Regions from separate parts of the Mus musculus genome. Here region 2 is linked to region 1. The links are chromatin contacts, called in public Hi-C maps. All regions are on one chromosome and are shown on one strand. The core of a region is the stretch at or near the end of the contact, and the rest is flanking DNA. Distances in the headings are between cores, read along the strand shown.

Evidence for each region. A called contact is a pair of places that touch in the nucleus more often than the background predicts.
Region 2: a Hi-C map of liver shows a contact between it and region 1, with 3 times the contacts expected there. The contact joins two enhancer-like sites. A contact is called at or near these places in 6 of 484 Hi-C or Micro-C datasets (the HPC-7 cell line, liver and nephron progenitors), 2 of 115 datasets of contacts at active chromatin or transcription factors (both in embryonic stem cells) and 2 of 9 other capture datasets (adipose tissue and pancreatic islet).

What each region holds. Positions count from the first base shown.
Region 1 is chr4:108,129,083-108,133,032 of GRCm38.p6, forward strand. It overlaps a transcript of Scp2 not described here. Among named protein-coding and RNA genes, the nearest start is that of Scp2, 13 kb to the left of the region's middle. Within about 2 kb of position 1,684, at least 3 of the 459 cell types and tissues checked have an H3K27ac peak or open chromatin away from gene starts, as enhancers often do. A contact at or near this core is called in liver, where this site is marked.
Region 2 is chr4:108,231,205-108,234,807 of GRCm38.p6, forward strand. Zyg11b (zyg-ll family member B, cell cycle regulator) reads right to left here. Exons shown (of 14, transcript NM_001033634.3): 14 at 1-3,603. Among named protein-coding and RNA genes, the nearest start is that of Zyg11a, 15 kb to the left of the region's middle. Within about 2 kb of position 2,222, at least 6 of the 459 cell types and tissues checked have an H3K27ac peak or open chromatin away from gene starts, as enhancers often do. A contact at or near this core is called in liver, where this site is marked.

The DNA of each region.
Region 1 (3,950 bases), core at 434-2,933:
GAAAAACAGAATGGCGCATGCTCTATGGAGAGAGAAGTGAATGTGTGATGGCGGTGACAGGGGAGAGAGGGGGCTGAGGCTGACCCTCAGGGAGGTGTACAGCAGCCTGGAGCTTATGCAGACTCAGCCCCCAAGCACACTGACCAGTCTTGGATTACCCTGGCTCTGGGCACCTATGGGGGCTGGACTGAGAAAAGGTTCACTTTCTGGATCATCATGGTCTGTGGTGCCACCCATGTTGGTGTTGGTGCTCCATGCTGCTGTCCCAGACCAAGATAAAACTCAAAATCTATGTTGATGTAGGTGAAATAGCAGCTTTTATTCACTTGTATGAAATATCACCTCAGAAGCATACTGCCTCCACCTGCTAACCTAGAAACCTAGACCTAGTCCTGGAAGCTTAGCCTCTGTACAATCTTATCTAGGCCTAGAATGTTTTCAGCTTCTGAGGTTTGTTGCTGAATAAGATCACCCTCTCTTGTTCTTTCTGAACTCTAGCTGGCTGGTTCAACTCAGCTGTTCTGGCTCAAACTCCTCTCCAGGATGATGACTGATTGACTGATTCCATCTGCGCTCGCTCTCTCTCTCTCTCTCTCTCTCTCTCTCTCTCTCTCTCTCTCTTTCTTTCTCTCTCTCTCTCTCTCTCCCTCTCTCTCTCTCCTCTCTCTTTCTCTTTCTCTCTCTCAGCTTCTGAATTGCTCTGCTTGGTCTCTGCTTAGGGTCTCTGTCTTTACTGCTGTGAACAGATACCATGACCAAGGCAACTCTTTTAAGGACAACATTTAATATAGGCTGGCTTATAGGTTCAGAGATTCAGTCCATTTTCATTAAGGCAGGAACATGGCAGCATCTAAGCAGGCATGGTACAGTAGGAGCTGAGACTCCTACATCTTCATCTGAAGGCTGCTAGAATACTGACTTTCAGGCAGCTAGCATGAAGGTCTTAAAGCCCACACCCATAGTGACACACCTGCTCCAACAAGGCCACAGCTCCAAATAGTGCCATTTCCTAGGCCAAGCAGATACAAACCATCACAGCCTCATACTAACATTGGCAATATGTTCTAATCTTCTGGCTCCTTCTCCTTCTCTGTCTTGTTCTGTCTTCACCTCTGTCTAGCTTGTTCTCTCTGCAACTTGTCTCTGTACAACTGTCCCAGTAAAACTCCCTCCCTTTTTCTTTCTGCACTGCATTTTTTCAGTAGCTTCCCTTTCCTCTCTCTTCTCATGAGAGCTGGGCTGATCCTATTCTGTCAAATCTTTCTCTGATTCGTCACTTTGTCTGCCACTCAATTAGACATCACTTTCAAACCTGGGTTCTTCTACAAACTAACTTTACCTTCATTATTTGGGATTAACAGTGTGTACAAAGGGCATGCATATCTGTATTCCAGCCAGAGGGATTAAAGGTGTGCCACAACTAGAAACAGGGTTTTTCAGTAGACACAATGTGATCAAACAGGTTCACAATGTGATCAAACATTCTGCAACACATAAGTGGTCTGTGCTGCTGACTGCTGACATGGTAATGTCCTCGGGCTTTGCTGCCTGGTGTGGGGGAGGGGTGTGTTGATGGAAATGGTGTGAGGTCATGATGACGCCTGAGCTCCATGTAGCATGAGTGGGTCAGTGGTCCAGTTACAACAGCCTGTGCTGATATCTGTGGCCAAGTCACTACCAAAGGTCATGAAGATGTCTGTGGTATGGGATGCCGCCAGAAGCCATGTTGATGCCTAAGGGCTGTGTTGAGCTGGTCCCATCCCTTGCTCCTGGTGACAGAGGTGTCAGCTGACAAACTCAGCTACCACCCAGGCCCAAATCCAGAGCTAGCTTTGAGTTGGCCTATCCTTATATCTATCTTGCCACACCACCTCCAGTAGGATCTGTGTGACAAGTTCCACAGACTGAGGGGATTGACCTCAAAAGGGGGAGGCCTCCTGGAAGAGTTGTGAAACTCTTCGTTGGAGAAAAAATATTGAGCCATAGTTCTTATGGCAATCAATCTGTTTTATTTTCTCTTATTCCTTTTCTTATTTACATGTTCCTGGTAGCCTAGGCCAAGATCTTAAGCGATAATAATGGGTAAGAAACCATCCCTAGAGATGGGGCCGCTAACATGACCTAATCCCCGGGGAAACCAATGCTTTACTTTCTAAATCATTTACAAAACTATTATGAAAGAATTAAAATCGTTTAAATTAATACATTGAAGATTATAAAAAATCAGGCAATAGATATTAAATAATAATTGACCATGGGGCTGGAAAGTTAGTTCAGTGGTTAAGAGCTCTGACCATTAAAAATTTATTAACCTGCTCCTGGAAATATGCCACTAGCCTTGGATGACAGCCCCCATTGAATACATCCTTTTAGAATTGTTATATTTTGATGATTTATAATGATGTTATCTGTTCTGTTTGTGATTCACTGAATGCATAGTTTAAGAGTTGTAATGCTTGGATGATTTTTGTGCTTTACTCTGCCAAATGATTTTTGTTGGTATCTGTGATTGTTTCACTGGCTATAGTGTCTAAGAGATGTAATGTTTGGTTTTTTAATGTATAAAACCCCCTGCTTGAGATCTGCAGAATACACTCAGATTCAAACTGCCTCTGTGTTTGTTTCTGTTTGTCACTGCCAAATCCTTACCCACCTAGCTTCAAGGACCTTCATTCCAGGGACCCCCATACCCGACTGGGGTGGTCCATGGCACTATCTCATATATAATAAGGTGCTGGAGTGCTCAAAATGGCTGGTCCTGTCTAACCATAGCTGAAGGGTCTCTATGGTTTTAGGAAACAGCAGGATATTCAAGAGGAGTCTCATCAAATGTCCAGTGCTGATGGTGTGGCAGAAACCAGAGGCCTTGAACCAAACCAGTGACTCACTGCAATGAACATTTGCAAATAAAGCTGTTTGAGTAAAAGGATATACTGTGTGACAGACTGAAGCTTCCAATGCTAGTACTTCTGTAGAATCCAAAATAAGTTCAAGACCACCTAGCCCCTCCCCCTCTGAAGGGACTTTCAGAAACATAGTGGTCAAAATGACTAAGTCTACAACTGCCAAAACAAAATGAACTGTTCTCAGAAAAATAACCATAACAAGATTAGCAGTTCCCAGAGAAATTCCCCTACCCTGCCCCACACTGAATTCTGACAAAAACAAAAAACAAACAAACAAACAAAAAAAAAACACAAACCACCCTGACCTTGCTAGAACTCCCTGTGATGTTAATAGCTGTGACATTAATAACTGACCCATAAGTTCAAGATCTACTGCTGCTTTGCTGATAAAATCATAATAACCAACCATGGGGGCAGGCAGAGTGAGAGACTAGGCCAAAGGGTTACTTAGTCACCCTATGCAAACCAACCAATGCCTGAAAGGGTTACTTGCTACACCAATGAGAATAAGCCAGCTAGCCCTGTTGCCTAAATCTGCCCCTTACAAGGTATACAAAGTGTATCCTTTGTTTGTTCTGGGTCTCTCCTCTGGCCTGGGTGCTGAGAGGAGGGTCCCCAACACATTGGATCAATAAAAACCTCTTGTGGTTTGCAGCAATGGTGGTCTCTGTGGTCTTTGTGAGTGAGGGTCTTTTGATGGACTCCAACACTTCATATGTGAGAGAGGCTGGAAAGATGGAGAAGCTGAGTGGCCTGTGACTGGCATGAGAGGAGGCTGGGGTTGATAGAGGACAGGTCATTGCCCAGAGGGGTTAGTGATATAGTTTTGTTTTGCTTTTGTTTTCTTTTTCTTAAGATTTATTTATTTATTTATTCATTCATTCATTCATTCATTCATTTATTTATTTATTCTATATAAGTACACTGTAGCTGTCTTCAGACACACCAGAAGAGGACATTAGATCTCATTACAGATGGTTGTGAGCTACCATGTGGTTGCTGGGATTTGAACTCAAGTCCTCTGGAAGAACAGTCAGTGCTCTT
Region 2 (3,603 bases), core at 972-3,471, 100 kb after region 1:
TCTGTCAGCTAGGCTGTGTCCTAAAGAGGCACCCTGTCAGCACAGTAGTAAGAAACTGCATTCAGTTTTGCATAATTAATTTTTTTAAAAAGTAGATCAGTGGAAAGGCGGGAGAAAGTTCTTTTTCTTAGGCTATTAGTCATCAGTGTCTTGGGTTAAGTCTTGGAAACAAACAACTGCATTTGCCATAGTGTGCCACATCATGCAAAGTCCATGAGATCCTAGGGAACACACGCCGTGATGAGCCTAAAAACCAATGCAAACTTCTCTACCATACTCTTATTCCTATCACTGGTGGGGTTTGCATCATTACTAAAATGAAAACTTTTGAGTAAACACTGAAAATTAAAACTGTGTCAACACATAGCAAATGACAAGGACTAAACATCCAATATCCATGAGATAAACGAGGTCATCTGAAGTCACTACACAGGGTTTATGAAGGAAAACAGTTTGCAAACCTCTTGGGAAGCAGTCTCAGAGCAGATCTGACCCAAACACTCTCTCAACATAAGTATGTAGGTAGAACTGGAGGAGCCCACATCAGCTAAGAGAAGGCACTTAATCTATGCCTTTAGCTTATTAACACTGTTTAAAACCCAATTAAAGTCCCACAGTAACCAACTGATAAAAATGTGCCATTGGAGAGGAGACAGATTGCAGGTTACCATTACAAAATGGCTCATTTCTGTCCCCTCTTCTCCTATTTTCAACTTTGAATATGGTTATATATTGTTCTGAGCTTGGGGGAGGAGGAGGATGCATTTTGAAACATGGAGCAAACCTGGCTTAGTGCATTCCCATAATCTCAGCACTCAGAGGTCTAAGGCCAGCATGGAATATATATCAAGATCCTATCTCAAAAAAGGCAAAAAGTATCTGGGGATAGTGGCCATGACTGTGATCCCAGCATGGCCTGGGGAGGCAGGCAGAGTAGCAAGTCATCCTCAGATACACAGTGAGCTTGAGACCAGCTTGGGCTACAAAAGAGCCTGTCTCACAGAACAAAGTCAAACAACCAAAAACTGAGCCAAATTTACTGTTCCTTAATTTATCCCAATTTGGCACATTAAATGTTTTCATCAGCACGTACCAAGGGGGGAACCTATGGTCAAAGAGCATCAAAGACAAACCAGTATTATCCTAACACACCTGTAATTTCAAACCACCACAACGAAGGGACTAAAAAGCTAAGCAAGGGGTGTGCTGAGGGACGTAGGCAGGATGGTTGAGAGTTTTAAGCTAGCTCTGATTCCATGAGACAAAGGAAAAAAGTCAAAAATTGACCAGAGACCAGCCTAAAAGGACTCATTAGTAAGAGAACTTTATTAAATGGATTTTTATGATTGGTGTTGTTTTGTTTTGGAGACAAGGTCTCTCTATATAGCCCTGGCTTCCTAGAGCTATGTAGACCAGACCTTGAACTCACAGAGATATATAGCTGCCTCTGCCTCCCAAGTGCTGGAATTAAAGGTGTGTGCCACCACCGCCCAGCCCCTATTCTTGATTTATGGTTTTATTGATAACTTAAAAAAGAAAACATTAAATATCATCTTTTCCTTTTCTGATAGTAGGAGTTGAAATCGGTGTGCTTCCCTCCAGTACTGAGCTGAGTTGCACTCTCAACCCAGAAGGAAAACAAACTTCAGAGTACAGAGACCATGGCAAAAACATATTCAGTACACAAAACCCAGATGCTTTGATATCTATATTTTGCTTTATTCGACTCCAGTCTTACAAAGTCTCATAATTCTGTTTCCTCTCTGGCAGGAACTGAACCTGGGTCCTTGTGCATGTGTTTCTTCCAGCAGATCCAAGTCTTGCTACTCCTGACCCTATGGCTGGTGTCTGAGCATACTGATGAGTTAGTTCAACAAGGCCATTCAGGTCAGTCTAAACTATGCCTGAAAGCACACCACTAGGCCAGTGGCTTTGGAAGTACCAACCAATTACAAATGGGAGGCCTGTAGAAGCTGGCTGGACATTCGTAATTTATAAATACACATATGTATTTACTACATTTTAGCTTTAATCCCAGCACTCTGGAAGCTCTGAGTTTGAGGCCAGCCTAGTTTACAGAGGGAGTTCTAGGACAGCCAGGACTACACAGAAAAACCCTGTCTGGAAAAACAAAAACAAACAAAACAAAGCAAGAGCTATCCCTTAGCCAGACATGGTAGCACATGTGTGGAATCCTACCACTCACTCAGGAATGTCAACTGAATGAGATCAATATAGACTACAGCCTTGGGTCTACACATGGTGAGACTCAAAAACAAAAATAAAACACGGGCACTAATAGCTTGATTTACTTGGGATACAATCTGTCACTTTGAGTTTGTGGGCTTTTGTTTTTAAGTTTTGTTTGTTTGTTTGTTTTGGGGCAATCTAGCCCTGACTGGCCTGGAGAATATAAATTGAATTGGTTTTGAGCCTTCATGTATCAGGTTATTCTCAATCACTCTGTAGACCTTTTGACCATTTCTGTCTGGTTCTGCTTCTCCAGATAGGATATCAGGTAACCAAACGTTGGTTCTGAATTTGCTACGCAGCTGCTAATACTGGGATTACAGGTGAACTCTACCACACCTGACTTATTTTTCTGAAACTTTGTAAAAGGTTAGCAATAGCCTATAGCACATGTACTTTGGTCATGACACTTGGAGCCAAAGTTCTCAACTATTTCACAAGTGTACTTTGTAAGCTTGGCAAATCAACACCACAAGCTTGCTAGTTATTGTAGACTACATCATATTATCAGAACTTTGTCTTAGACGTTAAAATTGAGGGGGAAATGTCAACAAAAAGCAAAAACTACTCCTTTGAAAGAATTTTCTTTTTTCCAAATGTGTTTAACTATGAAAAAGACATCTTTTGAGATGGAGGCTGCTGAGACAAGCATCACTAGGTAGCCCAGGCTAGTCTCAGAATGGCAATCTTGTCTCCAGTGGTGAATCTGAGCAACCATCTTGGGTAAAAATGTATCGTATAGCTCTTAAAATTCCTTGAACCAATGAAGTAAGAAATAAACCATAGTTTTATATGGCTTTTTGATAATTCTATGTGTCTGTTTTCTTTCAGTTTGATTCAGTATTTGTCCTTATAAAGGAAGCCTGAAACATTCAAGTCCAAGGAGTGTGACAGTAGTATGAAACATGAGTCAGACATGGTAAAAGCATACTAGCAATAAGCTTGCTGGTCACTCTTTATAGTCCAGGCTGGTTCAGAACTCATATTCCTCTCACCTTTGTCTTCTATGCACTAGGGTACAGGTGCACACTCAGATGCACAGCTTAATCTAGCTCCTTTCTAAACTGAAACATTCCTGACTTACTTTAAAACTACGGAAAACATTTGAGACATGTATGAATGTGGTCAGAAGAGATTTCAGATTAAACCTATTTACAAAACAAGATGTGAGCATCCTGGTTTGTTTTGAGATGGGCTCTTGCTGTCTAGTCCATGCTGGCCCTGAAAGCCACCTGTTCCTTAGTGTTTTGAATTAAGGGCAAGTGCCACCAAGACCCCCTTAAAATATTTGTTTTGTTTCGTGAGAAAGGGTCTTTCCCATGTAGCCCAGGCTGGCTTGCAACTCTGTGGTCT